Regions from separate parts of the Mus musculus genome. Here all the other regions are linked to region 2. A link is a contact called in public ChIA-PET and promoter capture Hi-C data. All regions are on one chromosome and are shown on one strand. The core of a region is the stretch at or near the end of the contact, and the rest is flanking DNA. Distances in the headings are between cores, read along the strand shown.

The links. Promoter capture Hi-C pulls out the DNA fragments that hold promoters and counts their contacts. ChIA-PET counts read pairs in DNA pulled down with a chosen protein or histone mark.
Region 1: an RNA polymerase II ChIA-PET map of memory CD8 T cells shows a contact between it and region 2, with 6 read pairs. The contact joins the promoter of Polr2f here to the promoter of Tmem184b in region 2. A contact is called at or near these places in 3 of 115 datasets of contacts at active chromatin or transcription factors (embryonic stem cells, memory CD8 T cells and pancreatic cancer cells) and 1 of 9 other capture datasets (liver).
Region 3: a contact with region 2 is called in a promoter capture Hi-C map of liver, with 2.4 times the contacts expected there. The contact joins the promoter of Micall1 here to the promoter of Tmem184b in region 2. A contact is called at or near these places in 3 of 39 promoter capture datasets (liver, pre-B cells and stem cell-derived epiblast-like cells), 1 of 484 Hi-C or Micro-C datasets (muscle stem cells), 1 of 115 datasets of contacts at active chromatin or transcription factors (pancreatic cancer cells) and 1 of 9 other capture datasets (adipose tissue).
Region 4: a promoter capture Hi-C map of neural stem cells shows a contact between it and region 2. The contact joins the promoter of Gcat here to the promoter of Tmem184b in region 2. A contact is called at or near these places in 3 of 39 promoter capture datasets (liver and neural stem cells) and 1 of 115 datasets of contacts at active chromatin or transcription factors (pancreatic cancer cells).

The regions. Positions count from the first base shown.
Region 1 is chr15:79,139,693-79,144,354 of GRCm38.p6, reverse strand. Polr2f (polymerase (RNA) II (DNA directed) polypeptide F) reads right to left here and starts at 3,030. Exons shown (of 5, transcript NM_027231.2): 1 at 2,921-3,030. The coding sequence starts at 2,940. 1700088E04Rik (RIKEN cDNA 1700088E04 gene) reads left to right here and starts at 3,104. Exons shown (of 7, transcript NM_138581.2): 1 at 3,104-3,200; 2 at 3,363-3,474. The coding sequence starts at 3,372.
Region 2 is chr15:79,400,151-79,404,886 of GRCm38.p6, reverse strand. Tmem184b (transmembrane protein 184b) reads left to right here and starts at 1,584. Exons shown (of 9, transcript NM_172608.1): 1 at 1,584-1,702.
Region 3 is chr15:79,105,728-79,110,388 of GRCm38.p6, reverse strand. It overlaps Micall1 (microtubule associated monooxygenase, calponin and LIM domain containing -like 1), which reads right to left and starts at 1,406. Exons shown (of 16, transcript NM_177461.1): 1 at 960-1,406. The coding sequence starts at 1,105.
Region 4 is chr15:79,029,578-79,033,669 of GRCm38.p6, reverse strand. It overlaps Gcat (glycine C-acetyltransferase (2-amino-3-ketobutyrate-coenzyme A ligase)), which reads right to left and starts at 2,796. Exons shown (of 9, transcript NM_013847.4): 1 at 2,550-2,796. The coding sequence starts at 2,736. It overlaps H1f0 (H1.0 linker histone), which reads right to left. Exons shown (of 1, transcript NM_008197.3): 1 at 3,166-4,092.

The DNA of each region.
Region 1 (4,662 bases), core at 1,781-4,280, 260 kb after region 2:
GGACTGTGTGTTTAAGGTTTATTTTATCTGTGTGTTTGTGTATGTAAATGTACACACATACAAGTGCGCCTGGAAGCCAGAAGAGGGTGTGGGAGCCCCCGAAGCCGGAGTTGTCTGCCTGGTTTTACTCCCTGGGAAACCAGCCAAGTGTGGTTAACCTCTGCGCCATCCCCCTCGTCATGAAGACAGTTTCAGCCTCTCATAAGGACATAAGGAGAGAAATATAAACGTGCCAGGGTGGTAGCACACTCCTGTACTCCTAGCATTTGGAAATGGGAAGTGAGAGAACTAGGAGTTTGAGCCCAGCCTGGGCTACATAGTGAGATTTTGTCTCAAGAACAAAAACAAGTGAAGTGTACTTCAGGGCTGGAGCTGTAACTCAAAAGTAGGGTGTGTAGACAGCATGCATGAAGCCGCTGGCACTCACAGCACCAGCACACTACCAGCATCACCTCCCCCTCTTAAAAACAAACAAACAACACACCATTATTCTTTCCCCTCCTGCTACAGCTTAATTCCATATTCCCTTATGGTGGAGAAAACAAACAAACAAACAAACAAACAAAACTACATAAGACCAAGGTGACATTGCCATTTTCATAGCCTAAGGTCACCAGGCTTCTAAAAACATGCTTATTTATTGCTAACGTGCACATGATGCGTGCTCGCGTACAGGCCCACATACACCACCAAGACTCCCTTTTCTGTTCTCTCCTTCTACCAGGGGCTCTAGGGATCAAACCTAGGTTGTTAGGCTCGGGCAGCAAAACTTTCACCTTTAGCCCCTCCTCCATCTCATCAGCCTCCCGTGGTGCACAATGTCTGAGGGAGCTGCCCAAACTCGCTGTCTCCAATTCTTCACTTCCCGAGTCAGAGCCTCACCTCAGTAAGGCTTTCGCCACACCCTCAAGCTCCACAGCCATCCTTCCTGTGCTCACTGATCATCGCACCCCACAACCTCCCCATTGAAAAGTGTCTCTTTGGGCTGGTGAGATGGCTCAGTGGGTAAGGGCACCCGACTGCTCTTCCGAAGGTCTGAAGTTCAAATCCCAGCAACCACATGGTGGCTCACAACCACCCGTAATGAGATCTGGTGCCCTCTTCTGGTGTATCTGAAGACAACTACAGTGTACTTACATATAGTAAATAAATAAATCTTTAAAAAAAAAAGGGGCTGGTGAGATGGCTCAGTGGGTAAGAGCACCCGACTGTTCTTCCAAAGGTCCAGAGTTCAAATCCCAGCAACCACATGGTGGCTCACAACCATCTGTAACGAAATCTGACGCCCTCTTCTGGTGTGTCTGAAGACAGCTACAGTGTACTTACATGTAATAAATAAATAAATCTTTAAAAAAAAAAAAAAAAAAAAAAAGAAAAGTGTCTCTTTGTGCTGCCTGGCTGTCCTGGAACTCACTCTGCAGACAAGGCTGGCCTGGAACTCACTCTGCAGACAAGGCTGGCCTGGAACTGAGAGATTCCCCCCCCCCCCCCCAAGTCTCTGCCCTGAGTGCTGGAATCAAAGGCTTGCACCACCCCCAGCTTCACTAAGGATCTTTACAATGCTGAACCCTTCCCCTGGACAGCCAGCATACCTGGCTCCTCCCTCCTGCCTCCCACTCTGGGGGAGGGGATGCTTTTCTGGGTTCTCTTCCCCCCAAGTCACTCACTCACCATCTCTTCTCTGGTGGCAATCACTGCCCTGGTCAACGCCGTCATCTCTGCTTTCATTGCATTTTTGACTGTATTTTGTATGCTTGTTTTGAAGTCAATCTTACTGCACAGTATGTAACTCAGGCTGGCCTGAGACTCACTATGTTGACATCTAGTTCAGGACAATTCCCCTGCAGTAGCCTCCCAAGTGCTAGGATTACAGGTGTGAACCACCACGCCCAGACTCTGAATTCTGACTGATCTATCAGGACTACCATAGTTCATCTTCTCTCTTGATTAACATATACAGCGTATCAAGAAATCCTTTAGGTTCTATCTTTAAAATATATCAGGATCCAGGCATGGTGGCGCACGCCTGTAATCCAGTGCTCAGGAGGTGAAAGCAGGCAGATCTCTGTAAGTTTGAGGACAGCCAAATCTACACAGTGACTTCCAGACACAGCTAGGACTATGTTGAAAGACTCTGTCTCAGGAAAAAAAAAAAAAAAAAAGAACAAAAATCACCTGGAAAGCAGAGGTAGATGAATCTCTATGTTCGAACCACCTGATATAAGGTTATATTTGGTCTCCAAATAAATAAAATAAAAATATGTCCAGCCGGGTGGTGGTGGCGCACGCCTTTAATCCCAGCACTTGGGGAGGCAGAGGTGGGTGAATTCCTGAGTTCAGCCTGATCTACAAAAGTGAGTTCCAGGACAGCCTGGGCTATACAGAGAAACCCTGTCTCGGAAAAAAAAAAAAAAAATGTCCATAATCCAGCTGGGTCTGGTGGTTCATGCCAGATATATCAACACTTGGGAAGCTGAAGCAGAGGACTGTGTCGAATTCAAAGCCAGCCTTAGCTATATAGTGAATTCCCGGGCAGCCTGGGTTTCAGAGTGAGGCCTTGCCTCAAACAACACTAAACTTCATGCTCTCTAGAGTCTATCCCCACTTCTGCCACCTCTGCTACTATCACACCTAGCCCAAGCCCGCGTCTGCTCCCAGCCTTCCAGGCCATTCTCTGGGTTGCTTTTTCCTTCCTACTTCCACGACTACACAAGCTACACACCTCTGGCATTCCCTTCCAGAAAGAGAGCGCTCAGAGGACAGGGGCCACACGGACTGAACTCTCTGACCACTGTCCCCATTGCTCCGCGAGGTAGGAAGTTCTGAAGACTTCGCCCCACCAACCCAGCAGCTGGGCTAGCCTGTGCTCCAAGAGCCCTGCTCGCACCACGACCTCCCTCCTTCCGTGGCCCGTGCTCACTTGTCCTCGTTGTCTGACATGATGCCTTCTCCGCCCGGGGCGCAGAGCAGAGAACGCGCGCCTTTGCCCCTCGCCGCACCACGCGTAGTTTGCGCTTGCGCCGTGACCCAGGCGCAGTTACTTCCGGGAAGCAGCGGCCGACCAGACGCTAATGCGCGTGCGTGGAGGCGTGTCGCTAGTTACCATGGTAACAAGGAGCGATTAGTGAGGACGCTGACACTCTAGCTCCTTGGAGTTTCTCCGTGCGGAGGGCTCTGTCACGCCCAGGTCATCGCCTAAGGTGAGCGCTCCTCCCCGGACCGTCACGATAGGGACTGTGGTCACTGCGCTGTCCGGAGCCGAGGGGTCGGGCACCAGCTTCTCAGACTCCCAGGTTGCTCGTGATGAGAGGTCCGGATTGCGAAGCGTAACTAGGGCGAGTCATTGCTTCTCTCCCTCCTAGGGCCCTCCCATGGCTTCCCAGGAAAGGGTGGACTCGGTGACCAAAGGAACCGGGTTCCGCCGCTGCCGTAAGCAAGCAGGTTACACGCCGGGGACTTGTGAGCTGCTCAGAGGTCAGTGCATTAGGGGATCAACGACCCGAGCGGTGCGGTTTTTCCTTAAGAGCTTGGGATTCTGAAAGGTTCGGGGAAGAATCAAAGACCAGAGATGGAGAATTTTGGAATGGTTAGTTCATCTTTTACATGCACTTTCAATGAAGCCTATCTCCTCACTGCAGTGGGACCTTCACAGTACCAAATTCAATTCCCTTCACCAGGCTTAGACATTATACAGTCTTAGAGGTGTTTAGTGTCACCTTCTAAATGGTGAACACCACCAGGCAAAGAAACGTGCCTGTTTCTGCTCACAACTGTAGCTCCAGCCTCTGCTACATGAATGAGCATGTATGCACTTAATTATTCAACGACAAAAACCTAATGTGTGATTTGGATATTGTCCTAGGTACTAGGAATAGAGTGTTGAGAGGATTGCAAAGGACAACTCTTGCTCTCAGAAAACTGATAACACAGGAGGGTAACAAGAAAAATGAACAGGAGAAAATTATAGAGCTGAAGGTGTTGCTCAGTGACAGAGTATATTCTAGGCAGATGTGGAGTCTGGGTTTCAGCCCCAGCACACCATACACAAAAAAGTCTGTGTGTGTTACAGTTGGAGAGCTGGCTCAGTGGTTAGGAACATGTACTGCCCTTTGAAAGCTCATTCCCCAGCACCCATGTTAGCCAGTCACCAAAAAAGTGTGTGTGTCTTAGGCATATGTAATGGGAGGATTGCCTGAGCCCAAGAAAAGCTAGCCTAGATAATATAGTAAGAACCTATCCTTGAAATAAAATAAGGACTGGAAAGATGGCTCAGAGATTAAGAGCACTGGCTATTCTCAAGGACCCAAGTTCAATCCCCCACAACCATATCAGGTGGGTCAAAGCAATGTGTAACTCTAGCTTCCTATGAGTCAGTGCCTTTCCCTGCCCTCCACAGGCAGCCATACACGCATAGCTACACACTCACGCACGCGCGCGCGCACACACACACACACACACACACACACACACGACCTTTTATTTTTTAAGATTTGTTTGTTTATTTATTATGGATAGTGTTCGGCCTGCATGTATGCCTGCAGGCCAGAAGAGGGCACCAGATCCCATTACAGATGGTTGTGAGCTTCCACGTGGTTGTTGGGAATTGAACTCAGGACCTCTGGAAGAGCATCATATATGCTCTTGATATGTGAGTCATCTCTC
Region 2 (4,736 bases), core at 335-2,834:
ATATTACAGATGCCAGTAACCCCACCCCTCACCCACATTGCCATAGTATGACCAATAAACTCACAGGTTCATGGAGGGAGATGTGTAGAATCTTTGGTTTGTTTGGGTGCCTTCCTATTTGGGGCACGTATCTCCCCAAAGTTAATGCAACAGTCTGTTCACTAGGAAGATGGATAATAAGATAGGAAAACAATCGATACGTGTTAGAAATGAACTTTTATTAGGAGAACAGGGCACAGTGAGATGTTGACTATGGACTGCAGGTGAGGGGCTCAGCAATCTTACTCTGGGAAGGAGGTATTTGTCTCAGAACAATCCTGCTTCAGCTTCCCTAGTAAAGCCAGCCAAGCAAGACTTTGAAGACATGTCTGGGGAAACTGTAGCCCCAGCAGAGGGGACAGCAGGTGCAAAGGCATGGAAGCTGAATGCTTGTACTTGGTTGTAGGGAAAGCAAGAGGTCAGTGTTCAGGAAAAGGAGATGAGGCCAGGCATGCCTGCGGAGGGTGATGCTGGATCAAGGCTGTGCAGAGATCTGCAGATGTTGGCTTCATTTGGAATGGCATGAGGAACTAATTAAGGGTTTTGAGCAAAGTGCCATATAGTTCATCTTGGGTGGGTTCGTTTGTTTGTTTACTTTGGTGCAAAGAATTATATTGAGGGTCTGGTGAATGGTAAGCAAGCATTCCTCCAACGATTTGGATTTTTAAAGGAATCCCTGATTCTCACATTGGCACAGACCCGCCGAGGACAAGGTTGGAAAATCGGGCTAAGTAGATGCTCACAGTACCTGGGCAGAGCCTGGACATGACAGCAGTTCAGTAGTGTGGAGGTCAGAGTCTAGGGATACAGGATGTCTTGCCCAAGCTGATGGGACGAGGGGGAGAGGGAGGGCAGCACTCAAGGATAATACTAGACTTTCTGGCTTGAAGACTGGAAGCAGGGATTGGGGAATGCTGTGAAGAAGAAATGTGTGTGGAGGGGAAAGCAGCTGAGCCCGCTAAGTAAGAGGCGTCGGTAGACATTTGGAGCTGGAGATAAAAATAAACTTGGTTGCATATTACACATTTCAGTCATCTGGGTAAGACGAGGACCTCACAAATCAAAGTGGGGTAGGGGCTGGAATGACTCCTCTAGAATCGGTTCGTTAGGCTGCTAGGAATGAGGTGGGGCAGCTCCACTAGAGCAGTTTCATTTTGCATAACTATACAAAACGTTCCGTGGAAGTCCGTTCCACAGTCTCACACTCACCCTCCCTGTCTCAAACGTCAACTAGATTTCGTTTCACCTTCAGCGTTGGCATATACAAGGCTTTCAGAGAATTGAAACTCAAGCTAGCTCGCGAGTGTCCGGGACAGTCTGTATCCCGCGGGTCAGACTGTGCATCCCAGGACTGTGGTGGGTGGGACTGGACTAGGAAACCTGGGCCCTGGGTCTCTCGCGGTGCGTTTGCGAGTTGCAAGAGGACCTCACCATTCTCCTGACCCGAGATTGCGCGTGGTGCTTCGCAGCGCGCGGCCCCTTTAAGGCTCGGCGAGTGACCTCAGCGGCGCGCTCCGGCCCCGCCCCCGCCAGCGGCGTTCCTAGTGCGCAGGCGCGGCGCGGCGGTACCCGGCGGGGCTCGGGACGCGCCAGCGGCGGCCGAGATACCGGGCTGCGGCGCCGCCTGCTCCGCCTGCAGTCTCCAGCGCCATGGGCTCCTGAGGTACCCGGGCGGCGGATGCACGGGATGAACGGGGACCGGGCGGGGGCTGCACCTTGGGGAGAACTCCACTCTGGGGACTTCCCGCGGGGAGGCAGGGACTCGGAGGCCCCCAAGCGGCCCGTGGGTGTGCCCGCTTCGCCAGCGTGGCGGGGCCCTGAGTGTAACCGGACCTGCTCGTGGGGGAGTCGGGGTGGGCGGCGCGGGGCCCAGCCTCTTACCGATGGGACTGTGCGCACCGCGGTGGGTGTGCTGCAGCCTGGCACGACCGAACGGGGCGGGGAGACGTCGGTCCTCAGTGCAGTGGCTTTGACCTGGCCCGGTGGTCGGCCCTTGAGACGGTACATGCGTAAATGGGGGTGTGCGCGCGCTTTGCACACAGGTCAGTAGATTTGAAGGGGGATAGGGATCTGGGGCTCCCAGGATGCTGGGTGTTCAAAGGAACCCTAGAGATTGGTTTGGGTGTGTGGTGCCTGTTTGCCTGGGCACGCCCTTGGACACCTTGCTTGGATGCTTAGCTTGGGGCTAAGGAGCTCCAGGCAGTGGCAAAGCTAGGGAGTCTGGGGAACGGGCTCGGATTTTTAGTTTGTATCCTTTCTTGGAGGACTGTATGAGGCGGGACATCTCATCCCTCCCTCCTTGGAGGCCTTGGTGGGGCAAAGCAGGTGTCTGCCTGCCTGATACCTGGGTGTGAGGTGAAGGTCTATGTATTATTCATCTGGCTGCCAGGTGCTTTATGTAAGGAGAGAAGTAGCAATCTGTGCCCTGGAGGCAAGTGCTGCAGACTCAGCCAACACACACACACACACACACACACACACACACCCCACCAGCATCAGCAGCAGGGGGAGGTGCAGGTCTCCACGGTCTGGCTTTTTTGACAGGCTGTTTGCAGCATCCCTCTTCGTGTCAACAAGTTTGGTGGGCCCTTGGGCTCGGCACATCTGAGTATCTTGAGAGTTCTGTGCAGGGCCGGAGTTGGAACCCTTGGGTGTGGGAGCCCCAGAAGCTAGACTGGTGCTCACCCCGCACACAGATGTGAGGATCGAGGCATCGAAGAGCTCTCAGGTGCTTGGGGCAGAATCAGAATTGGAAAGAATCACAGGGATTCCAGAAACAGAAGACAAAAGACTGAGGAGTATGGAGGTGGATTCAGTGCTGGGGGGTGGGGGGTGGGGGGGATGGACAAGCCAGCAAAAAAAAAAAAAAAAAAAAAAAAAAAGGAAAAAGAAAAAAAAAGGCTTCAGTACAAAGGGACAGTCGAGCCAAAGCTGGGTGACTAACATTCCTCAGAGACTTCTTGCTTTCCATGTGTATTTTCCCAGTTTGTTCTCAGGGCAGCTGTGCCAATAATGTATCGGGCATAGATGTGGGTTAGGAAACTGAGGCAGCAGGTCAAGGCGGGTGGGGTGGGACGGGATGGGGATTAAGTGACTCCCTTGTCAGTGTGGGACTAGTAGGCTCTGGTAGCATCCTTCATCCCTGGGTCTTGCCCAAGTTGCCTTGTAACTTACTGAGCATCTACTATGCGCCCGGCTGAGGGCTGTCTCCCGGCCCTGCTGGCTCACTGCTCTCCCTGATGTCCCTGGAGTAGAACACAGAGGAACAGGATCTAATACCTTCTTCTAGAGGCTCCCAGTCTGCTGCGGAGGTGGACATAGATAGCGACCCCACTGGCCAGTGTGGGTGGTGGGGCTCTAAATACTCCCCTAAGAGCCATAGGTGACCTGGGCGTCCTTGTGTAATCCTGGGGGATGCCTTGTAGATTGCTCCCAGGGTGGTGGGGTTGGACTAGGGAGGAGAGAAGAGCTTCCGGGTGGGAGGGGATCAGTGGGCAGCTTGTCCTAGTTCTGTGGACCAGGCCTGTCGGCTGGCTGCTCTCTCCCATTTTTTCCCCTCTTTTGGTCCTGTGCACTGGATCGGGACCTCAGGCACTCTGGGCAGGCAGTGTGCTGCTGAGCCGTGTCCTCGGCCCTCCAGGACTCCCTGCCTTTGAGGCTTTGCTTCTGTTTGCCAGCTGGCCTGCCCAGGCCTCTCCCCAAGAGGGGCTCGGTGCTATTTCCAGTCCCGCTGTGCTCATTTCTCTCCATGTGCTCCCTGGAGTAGAAGCTGCTAGGCAAGGCAGGGCCCAGGCCTTTCTTGTTTTGAAAGTAAGTAGCAGCAGCGAATGAGACTGGGGATTTGATGTGAGTGTTGGGAAGCCTGGAGCTAGGCCCTCAGAGCTCAATGTGGGGTCTGCCCCAGGACCTTGGCTGAGGTCTTTTTGGGGGCAGCAGGTGCTTGCTGAATACCTCCTGTGTGCCATGAATTTGCTGGCCATCAGGGAAGAGAGGCCAGAGACCTGGGTTGTCCCCTGTGAAAGGCTGTGGTTGGCTGAGGTAGCCCAGCACGTGACTAATACATTTGAGACAGTGTTCTACTTGGGGTAGGGAGAGAGGGCTCTGAAGGGGCCCAGAGGACAGTAGGAAAAACAGCTCCCCTGGTAAGTTTCTTGAGCACTTACCATGTGTCAGGCACAGTTCAAAGTGCTTTCATGAGTTCCCATCCTATCCTCCACTATCCGGTGAGGTGGGGCTGCCACCTTCCCCATCACAGGTCAGTTGGTTCAATCTCCAGGCTTTTCCACTCTGACCTTCGGTATGCTCAGTGCCTTCCTGGTCCTGGAGTTAGAGATGGAGCATGGAGGAGGAGAGGAGGGTAGCAGGGGCCCCAAGCAGATGTGGAGGCCTGTCATGTCTCCCTCTCGGAGGGTTTTGGTGTGATCCCGGTGTGGTCAACAGAAAGCCTTTGAATGTTTGAGAGGAAGTGACACACACACCCTGTGTTGTGAGGCTGTATCATCACCCTGCATCTTGCTTCCTTCATTCTGGCATGTAACTCCAAGATGACCTGCCTCCTTCCTGTTTGCTGCCCCTTTGGTCCCTGGTGTCTCTTTAGTCTCTGCTCTGTTTTTCTTTTGCATATTCGGGGCTGAAGGTTACTGTGCCCCAGGCCCTGCTTTCCTGCTGGTCTCTTCTGCTCTCTGTCATTTGGCCCC
Region 3 (4,661 bases), core at 157-2,656, 290 kb after region 2:
TTCCAGCCGGAAGCTTCAGATTGGCAGTTGTCAGCTGCACTAGAGACCTCCCCTGCCTGGCTCCTAATTTCTGCTCCATCTTTGTTCCCCACTGTAACCAGCAGAGCCGCGGGACCATACACCTAGACAGATTCCTATCGAGGTGGTTTGGGGAAGTAGTGTACCCGCAGTCACCTGACAGCCATTTAGCTAGGAACCCTGTGCCAGAAACGGGGTTAGTGCCCTACAGAGTATCTGCCCAAAGTGCCTTACAAAAGCTTTCTCCTCCATCCCTCTAGGTTCTTTGCGCCTTAAATGTAAATGGCAAACTAGCTGAAGAGAGAATTAAAACTAATGACCTACATTCCCACGGAAGTCCCACAAAATATGGGACTTGCTGTGCCGGATGATAGCCGCTTATCTATAGAAAGGAATGGGGTTTGTCTTCTAGGGGAGGGAAGGATGGGGAAGTGAGTAAAGCCGAAGCCCGGCAGCTTCTCCCAGGTAGGAAGTGATCTGGGGCCGCATTCTTTCTGAAGACCCTTTCCGGTAGGTGCCCTTACAAAGATGTAAATTTCTATTAGAAAGAAGTCAGCCTCCCAGAGCACCCGGGGACCAGCTCGAACTTAAAGGAAGCCTAACTGGGGGAGTGGCATATTCTCATCTCCTACAGTCAAGTTTGGGGTTACTATGCTCTGACGCCAATGGAGGAAGCGAGGCTCAGTATTTCTGCTGGAGCCTAGAGTAACGACGTCCCGAAGGACGGGTCAGAGTTCCCTCTTAGAGGTCAGAGCCTGACACCAGTGGCCCGAGGTGGGGGAGGGGGTGCACGGTCTTGGGGTCTCGGGTGGCCCTGCTCCGCGTTCAGAAGCGGCGGGTGTGAGGTCCCGGACCTCTCAGGGCGGCGCGTGCCACCGCGTCATTGAGGGGAGCGGCGGTCCCCAGCCCCGCGTGCTCGCTCGCGCACCCCGGGCACTCACAGCAGGTCGGGCCGGTGCCGGTGCAGGATGGCGCAGAAAGCCAGGCCGTCCCGGAAGGAGCTGCTCAGGTCGCGGATGTCCACGCCGCGGTAGCCCTCGCACTGGCGGCGACACCAGGCCAGGAGAGCGCCCCGCGGCCCCGCCATGGCAGGCCCGGCTCGGAGACGGCCCGGACTGGGGCTCGGACTTGGGCTCCGGTTCGTGTGGCTCCGACTCGGGGTCAGGTGGCACTGGGCTGCCGCTTGCGCTCCGGCAGGGCCAGTTTCCGGCTGTGTCTGCGGCGCGGCTCGGAGGTCGGGGCGCCACCGGCGGCCGGGGCGGGGCCTCGGTGTCTTCGCTCCGCTCTGGCGCGGCTAGGGCTGCGGACTCGGCTCCCGACCCCGCCCGGCCAGCCTGCCCCGACCTGCCCGCGAAGCCTCCGCCCCGCGTGGCCCGGCCCGGGCGGCCGCCGCTTACTCACCGCGGCCCGCTGTCCTCATTGTGGGCCGGCCGCGGGCGCCCACCGCCTCCGTCCCCGCCCCTGCCCGCCCGCGTCGCGGGGGAGCGCGAGGAGGATGGGGCCCCACCCTGCGGCCCCGCCCCCGCCGTCGAGCCCCTTCCCCGGAAGGGCGGACGCCCCACATAGCCCCTCTCCTCCAGATCGAGTCAACCCTTCCCTTGGGGAGCCCCTCCTGGAAGAAGGGACAACTCCTCGCTGGCTAGCCCCTCCCCAACGCCACCCCGCAGTCTCCCCAGGCCCTCCTACCCCAAGAGGTGGGACACTCTGGCTTTGCTGCTAGCCTGCCTCAAGCTCACCCTTAGGAACCTTCAGATTCTCCTCACTGACTTCTCTGAACCACACCCACGACTGGTCTGAAAGTCGAGGCACTTTCCCCACAGATCCCAGACCTCCAGATGGCCACCAGCTTTCTTCCATACCCCACCGCGCTACAACACTTCGAACGCCCGCCCCTCCCCCCACGGCCTGCCTAGGGGATCCAAACACCTTTACTACCACCAGGCCAGAGAGCTATGTAGTATGACAGGCTGGGGACCCCACAACCAAGTTGGTCCTTTCTGGTTCCCTCTCTCCGTGTAAACTAGGGGATCATAGATCCTTCCGGGGCTCTGTCTCTTCAACTTTTAGAATGGCTGGGCTCTTGCTGAAAGGACCTAGAAACCGACACAGAGGAAAACCTCTGCTTCCAACGCCTGGTTTGATAGTTTCTTCAAGACCCCACCAGGAGACCCCTCCCCCAGAGGCGCCTCCTAAATAAACCCAGGCTGATGAATCAGCCCCGCAGAGATGGTGACATCACTCTGACCTATGTGTAGCTTGTAGGAATGAGTCTGCTGCTCCCTTCTGAGGGAATGAACAGGGTTTTAGTCATCTGAAACAGGATTTTGGAGTTCTGTTAACCCAGGCTCAAATCCTGGTTCCCTCCCTCCCCAGCAACGTGATCTTGTGTCACCTTGAATTATAGTTTCATATCTTGAAAATGAAGATAGAGCCTTGTAGTTTATGCCCGAGAGGTGCTTGCCAGCCTGGGCTACAAGAGACTTGTTTCAAAACTTAAAAACTGGGCAGAAGCTGGGCATTGGTGGTGCATGCCTGTAAGCCCAGCACTCGGAGGCAGAGGCAGGTGGATTTCTGAGTTCGAGGCCAACCTGGTCTACAGAGTGAGTTCCAGGACAGCCAGGGCTACACAGAGAAACCCTGTCTTGAAACCGCCCCCCCCCCAAAAAAAAAAACTGGGCAGAATGGCTCAAGTGTTCATACATGGCTTGAAGGAATCCTGAGGTTACAATATAAAACTGTCTCAAAAATAAATTGGAGCCTGATATGGTGGCTACCTTTATCCCAACAATCAAGAGTCAGGTGGGTCTCTGGATGTTGAAGGTAAGCTGGATATAGAGTGAGTTCCAGGACAACCAGAGTTATAGAAACCCTGTCTCCAAATAAATAATAGGGCCAGTAAAATGGCTCATCAGGTAAAGGCCAAACTGTTGATCTGAATTCAATTGTCTACACCCACACGATGGAAAGAGAGAGCCAACTTCCAGAAGTTGAACTCTGACCTCCATGCAGATGTCATGGCACACAAGGCTTCCATAACCATAAACACACATAATGGACACAAGAATAAACGTATGGAAACTGTTGAGAGCACTTGCTGCTCTTCTGTCTGCTGGGTTGCATTTTCAGTCTGGACCTAGCTAACCACAGTAACTCCAGTTCTGGGGACCTGACACCCTGATTCTACAAGCACTGTCTGCATGTGGTATACATACAGGCAAAACACACATACAAAATTAATCTTTAAAAAAGTAATGTATGTATGCTTGAGCCCCGTGAGTTAAATAACTGATACTAGCACTCTATGAGAGGGATTGAAACTTTTATACCTAACTTGTCACTTGGGCCTCTGGGGTCAATTACAAAAGAAAGAGGTTGAATTCTGCTTTCTCAAAGCCCACAGAATCGAATTTCACAATACAGGGTCTGAAGGCACATGGGCCAGCTTCACATCTCTGAGTATGCCTGTAGCTAAAAGGCCAACCTTTGGCCTTCCCTGACACCTCCTGCCAGGTCCCAGTGGAATCAGGGTCCCAGGCACTTCCATTCAATCAACGACTTGGAATTGGATCTTGAAACTTCAGCCTCAAACATCACCCAGGATTCTCCCTAAAAACCCAGAAGGACCTTGATTCTGGGGGTCAGCCTGAGCTATGTGGCAAAACCCTATGCAAAGTATTTAAAAATCCCAGAAATGGTTGTACCACTGGCCTAAAGGGCTGCCTTTAGGTCACCCACAACCTCGATCTCTCCATTGCTTTAATGATAGCTTACACCGCTCAGCCCTTGGCCCCCAACAGCCATCTGTGGGTTTCATAAACCCCATTGCCTGAGTCAGCTTGCTGTGTCATGAAGGATGGACCAACTCAACCAGAGCTGTATGACTGCAGGCCAGATACCTCACCCAGTGAGCCCCAATTTCCTCCCCATAAGGTGGGGACAGTAATCTTTGCTCTGCCTGCATCCCAGGTTTGTGGGTAACCATGTGTGATAACGGTGGTAAAAATGCAGTGTAGACAGTCAATCATCGTGTGGGTAGAGGCTGAGTCCCTGTCTGCAGGTGAGATGCAGGAGCCACATACAGACAGATGGGCAGGGTTGGCCTCCCTGCCAAAGTCAAGGTGAAGCCACTATTTCAGGATTAGGACTTGGGGTCTTTAGCGCTTTTTTTTTTTTTTTTTTTTTTGGACAGGGTCTCTGAATGTTCCTAGCTGTCCTGGAAGTTGCTCTATCAACCAGGCTGGCCTCAGACTCAGAGCTCTGACTGCCTCTGCCCTCTGAGCATCAGGTTTAAAGCATGAGCCACCACACCCAGCTAGCACTTTTGATATCTATGTATGCACATGTTTAATTCTATTTCTGCCATACTGGAAACTGAATCCAGAGCCCTGTGTCTTTGCTATCCAAGCACGCTACCAGATGAGCTATGTCATCTTATTTTTCATGTCAATCACTGAGCCTGGGAATGCAGCTCAGTGCTATCATGTTTGCCCAGCATGTGCAAGACAATGAGTTACGTTCCCAGACTCAGAAAGGGGGGGGGGTGGGGCTTTAAGAGAGAGAGTGAGCCATGCGGGTAGAGCGACTAGGACCCGAGCCGGTTTCTGGCTGCCCTGGGCAGGACCTGGGGGCTGTGCCTTCCACTT
Region 4 (4,092 bases), core at 1,547-4,046, 370 kb after region 2:
GAAGGAAGGAAGGAAGGGAGAGAGAGAGAGACAGAAAGAAAGAAAGAAAGAAAGAAAGAAAGAAAGAAAGAAAGAAAGAAAGAAAGAAAGGAAGAAAGAAAGAAAGAGAGAGAGAAGAGATGAAAAGGAAGAAGAAATGCAAGGAAGGAAAACCAGACTTGGTGATGCACCCTGTCCTGGCTAGTTTTGTGTCAACTTGACACAGCTGGAGTTATCACAGAGAAAGGAGCTTCAGTTGAGGAAATGCCTCCATGAGATCCAACTGTAAGGCATTTTCTCAATTAGTGATCAAGGGGGAAAGGCCCCTTGTGGGTGGGACCATCTCTGGGCTGGTAGTCTTGGTTCTATAAGAGAGCAGGCTAAGTAAGCCAGGGGAAGCAAGCCAGTAAAGAATATCCCTCCATCGCCTCTGCATCAGCTCCTGCTTCCTGACCTGCTTGAGTTCCAGTCCTGACTTCCTTGGTGATGAACAGCAGTATGGAAGTGTAAGCTGAATAAACCCTTTCCTCCCCAACTTGCTTCTTGGTCATGATGTTTGTGCAGGAATAGGAATAGAAACCCTGACTAAGACACACCCCTTTAATCCCAGCACACAGGAGACAGAGGCAGGTGGATCTCTGGACAGAGTAAACGGGGGGGGGGGGGGGGGGGAGAAGGAGGAGGAAGAAGAAGAAAAAAAAGAATAGGAAGAACCTGCAAAGACCATACGCTAGGTCCTGGGACAGGGCCAGAGGAAGTCTACTTGGATTTGTCCTTGAGAGGCAACAGCTGCACAAAAGATCCCATTCTAGGGAGAGGCCAGGCTTTGAATCCACTGCCACAGTACATGGATTATACATGTACACAGGAGGATTATAAGAGGTTTGTCCCTCTCTGCTTTGTACCTTGAAGGATGAGAAGTTTAAACCCTGGCTTTGAATGACATTCCATCTAAGGGGATCCCAGACCTTCCTCACATTTCTGCAGCCTCAGGACTATGATCATCTCGGTTTTCCTTTTCTTGATTGTCAAAGGGGCCTGGGTCCTCCAGTTCCAATGACCATACATCTGCTGCCATAGCACTGCATCTCCAGAGGGGTGTCCCAGAGACCTCAGCTATCCATGGCTTAAAAAGCTAATAAGGTGGGGCTGGAGAGATGGCTCATCGGTTAAGAGCACTGAGTGCTCTTCCAGAGGACCGGGGTTTAATTCCCAGCACGTACACGACAGCTCACAAATGTCTTTAACTCCAATATCTGACACCCTCACAAAGACATACATGTAGACAAACACACCAATGCACATAAAGTAAAAGTAAACACATAGCCTACGAACTTGATTCTCCCAATGTCTCATCATTTGTGTGTGGTGTGAGTGCTGGGAATTGAACCCACAGCCTCATGTGAGCTGGGTAAGCGCTCTGCCACTGAGCCACATCCCCAACCTACTGATTATATATCTCTCTGAAATCACTCCGGGAGAGCTGTTTGGTCCGGCTGAAGGTATTGTTAGAAGACAAGAGGTTCATTTTATGGTTCTCTTTAGGGAAAGACAGGTACAGGCATGAGAACTTCTGCAGCCTTAGTCCCCTTACTTGCTTAAGACTTTAGCCTCATGGCTGGTGAGATGGCTCAGTGGGTAAGAGCACCCGACTGCTCTTCCGAAGGTCCAGAGTTCAAATCCCAGCAACCACATGGTGGCTCACAACCATCTGTAACAAAATCTGACTCCCTCTTCTGGAGTGTCTGAAGACAGCTACAGTGTATTTACATATAATAATAAATAAATCTTAAAAAAAAAAAGACTTTAGCCTCTTGGGAGGAAGCTGGTCTTCCACTCCAATATCCTGGGACACTGGAGCTGACCAGTGAAGGGTCTGGGGAAATCTACTTGTATTTCACCTTCTTCCTTTCTTATTTATTTATGTTTTTTGAGACAGGGTTTCTCTGTATAGACCTGAATGCTGGGATAACAGCATATTTCCTTTCCCTAAAAATTGGTCTCTCAAACCAGGCTTGGTGCTGTATGTCTTTGATCTCAGCAATTTGGATGCTGAGATCAATTTGGAGGCTGAGGCTAGCCTGGTCTACAGAGCAGGTTCCAGGACAGCCAGGACTACACAGAGAAACCCTGTCTCAAAAAACCAAGGGGGGGGGGGGGAATGGTCCCTCTTGCATACAGATGCCATCATGAGTAAAGGTGCAGCAACTGGAGCCCTTCACACACATCTGCTCAAGGAAAGTTTTGTTCCAGTCACTCCTCCTGGAAACTAGGTGTAGGGAGCTGAGGCAGCTGGATATCGCTCTCTTTTTCTCATAGGGTGGGGTCTCAGTGCAGCCTAGCTCTCTCACCCAAAAGGTGCTGACGGATTAAAATCACCTCCCTCCTTTGAAACAGGTTTAAACAGGTGGAGTTAACACAAGGAGGCCATAGTGTGCCCCAGACAGACCAGCAGCTAAGAGTGCACGTGCCTCTCCCACACCCACCCTAGGGCCTCCATTCACATGCAAGCCTTGGAAGGGCTCTTGGCCTCCTGACCAGGTACGAGGACTCTCAGGAGGGGAAGTTACCTCCCGAGATGCCGTCCACGCGGATGCTCGGTCCCTGGCGGGACGTGATCACACGCTCACTCTTCCAGGTGCCGGCTCCGCGGATCCCTTCCAGTTCGCTGTCCAGGATGCAGCGCAACTGAGCCAGCGCTGAATGTGCGCGGCGGCCAGGGGACAGCGCCCCGTGCCACATGAAGCTGGCCCACATCGCGCCCACAGGCTAAAGTGCGCTGGCCAGCCTGAAGTCTAGTGCTCCCCGTCACGTGACGTGGGCAGGGCCCCGGCAGCAAATCAGAACAACAGGAGCTCACTTTAAAAGGATGGGAGACTCCACCCGCGGGCGGAGCCTGACAGCGTCGGCCCGCCAAGAAAGGATTGATTTGTAAGTCGACACCCGGGAGGTCCGCGATGGGGAAGCTGAGTAGGCGGAGAAAGCGACTTCAACGCCTCTCCTCCCGAGACCTTGCCTACACACCTACCTCTCCCGAAGACCCACCTACGTGCCCAGCTGACCCTCCTGTTGGAGCGTCCCTGTCACTCCAAAGCTTTGCTATTCTCTGGCGCGAACGTGGCGTCCCCACATTGCCCGTCAGATCGCTCCTCTCTCCTCCAGTTAAAGAAAAACGCACCACTCAGATTTTTTCCTTTCCAGTTTTATTTTAAAGTTTTAAAATTACAACCACAGTAATTTCTCCCGGGCACTAGTTACACTTGTTTAAAAAGGGGTGGGGTAGGGTGCGCGAGTTTCTAATTTTATTAAAATAAGAGAAAGACAACTGTACAGATTTTTTTCTCCCAGCTCCCGAAGTGAGACTAAGTCCTAGTCTTAGATATGGATATATACATATACACACATGCACACAATCCTGCCTCTCTAAAGCTACCTAGCAAATTCGAATCAACTGGAGTATGTCTTACAGTCCACTCCCTGCCTCTCCCCCTCCTCCGCTACTTAGAAAAAAAACTCAAAGAGTAAAAGAGGTTGGAGGGTTTTAAGTGGCAGCTGGTAGACCTGAAGCGGCACCAAGCAAAGCCACATCTTACACAGGAAAGGGAAGAAAGGAAACGTACAAAGTCCTGCTAGGACGCAATCCATCAATCGTGTGGAAAAAACCCAAGTTTCCATAGGCACACTGAGGCACTTGGCTGATTACCCACCCCTCCCCCTAAGTCCACTCGCATTTAACCAGAGACTACTGAAAAAGACCCCTCCTTCCCAATGGCTAGATCCTGGTTGTGAGAAGCTATGGCTTCTCTAACCAGCTGTCACTTGGACCCCTTTGCCCCTTTAGACAATGGGGAGGCACTAGGGCAGAAGAGAAAAAGCAACCAGGTCTCCAACTTACCACCGTTGGTAGGGCAGCCCCAGGGAATTTTCCCTCCCTCCTTGGCCAGCTAGGTGGGGTGTCACCTGCTCCCCATCAAAGGTTTTGAAAAGCTCACGAGGGACAAGCAGTCTAAGAAAGTCTTGGAAGACAAACCTTAGTTCCTGGGTCCCCTCACCTAGCCAGAACTTTGCCAGTTCCTTCATAGTAAACAAACCACCGACTGAAACACACATCCT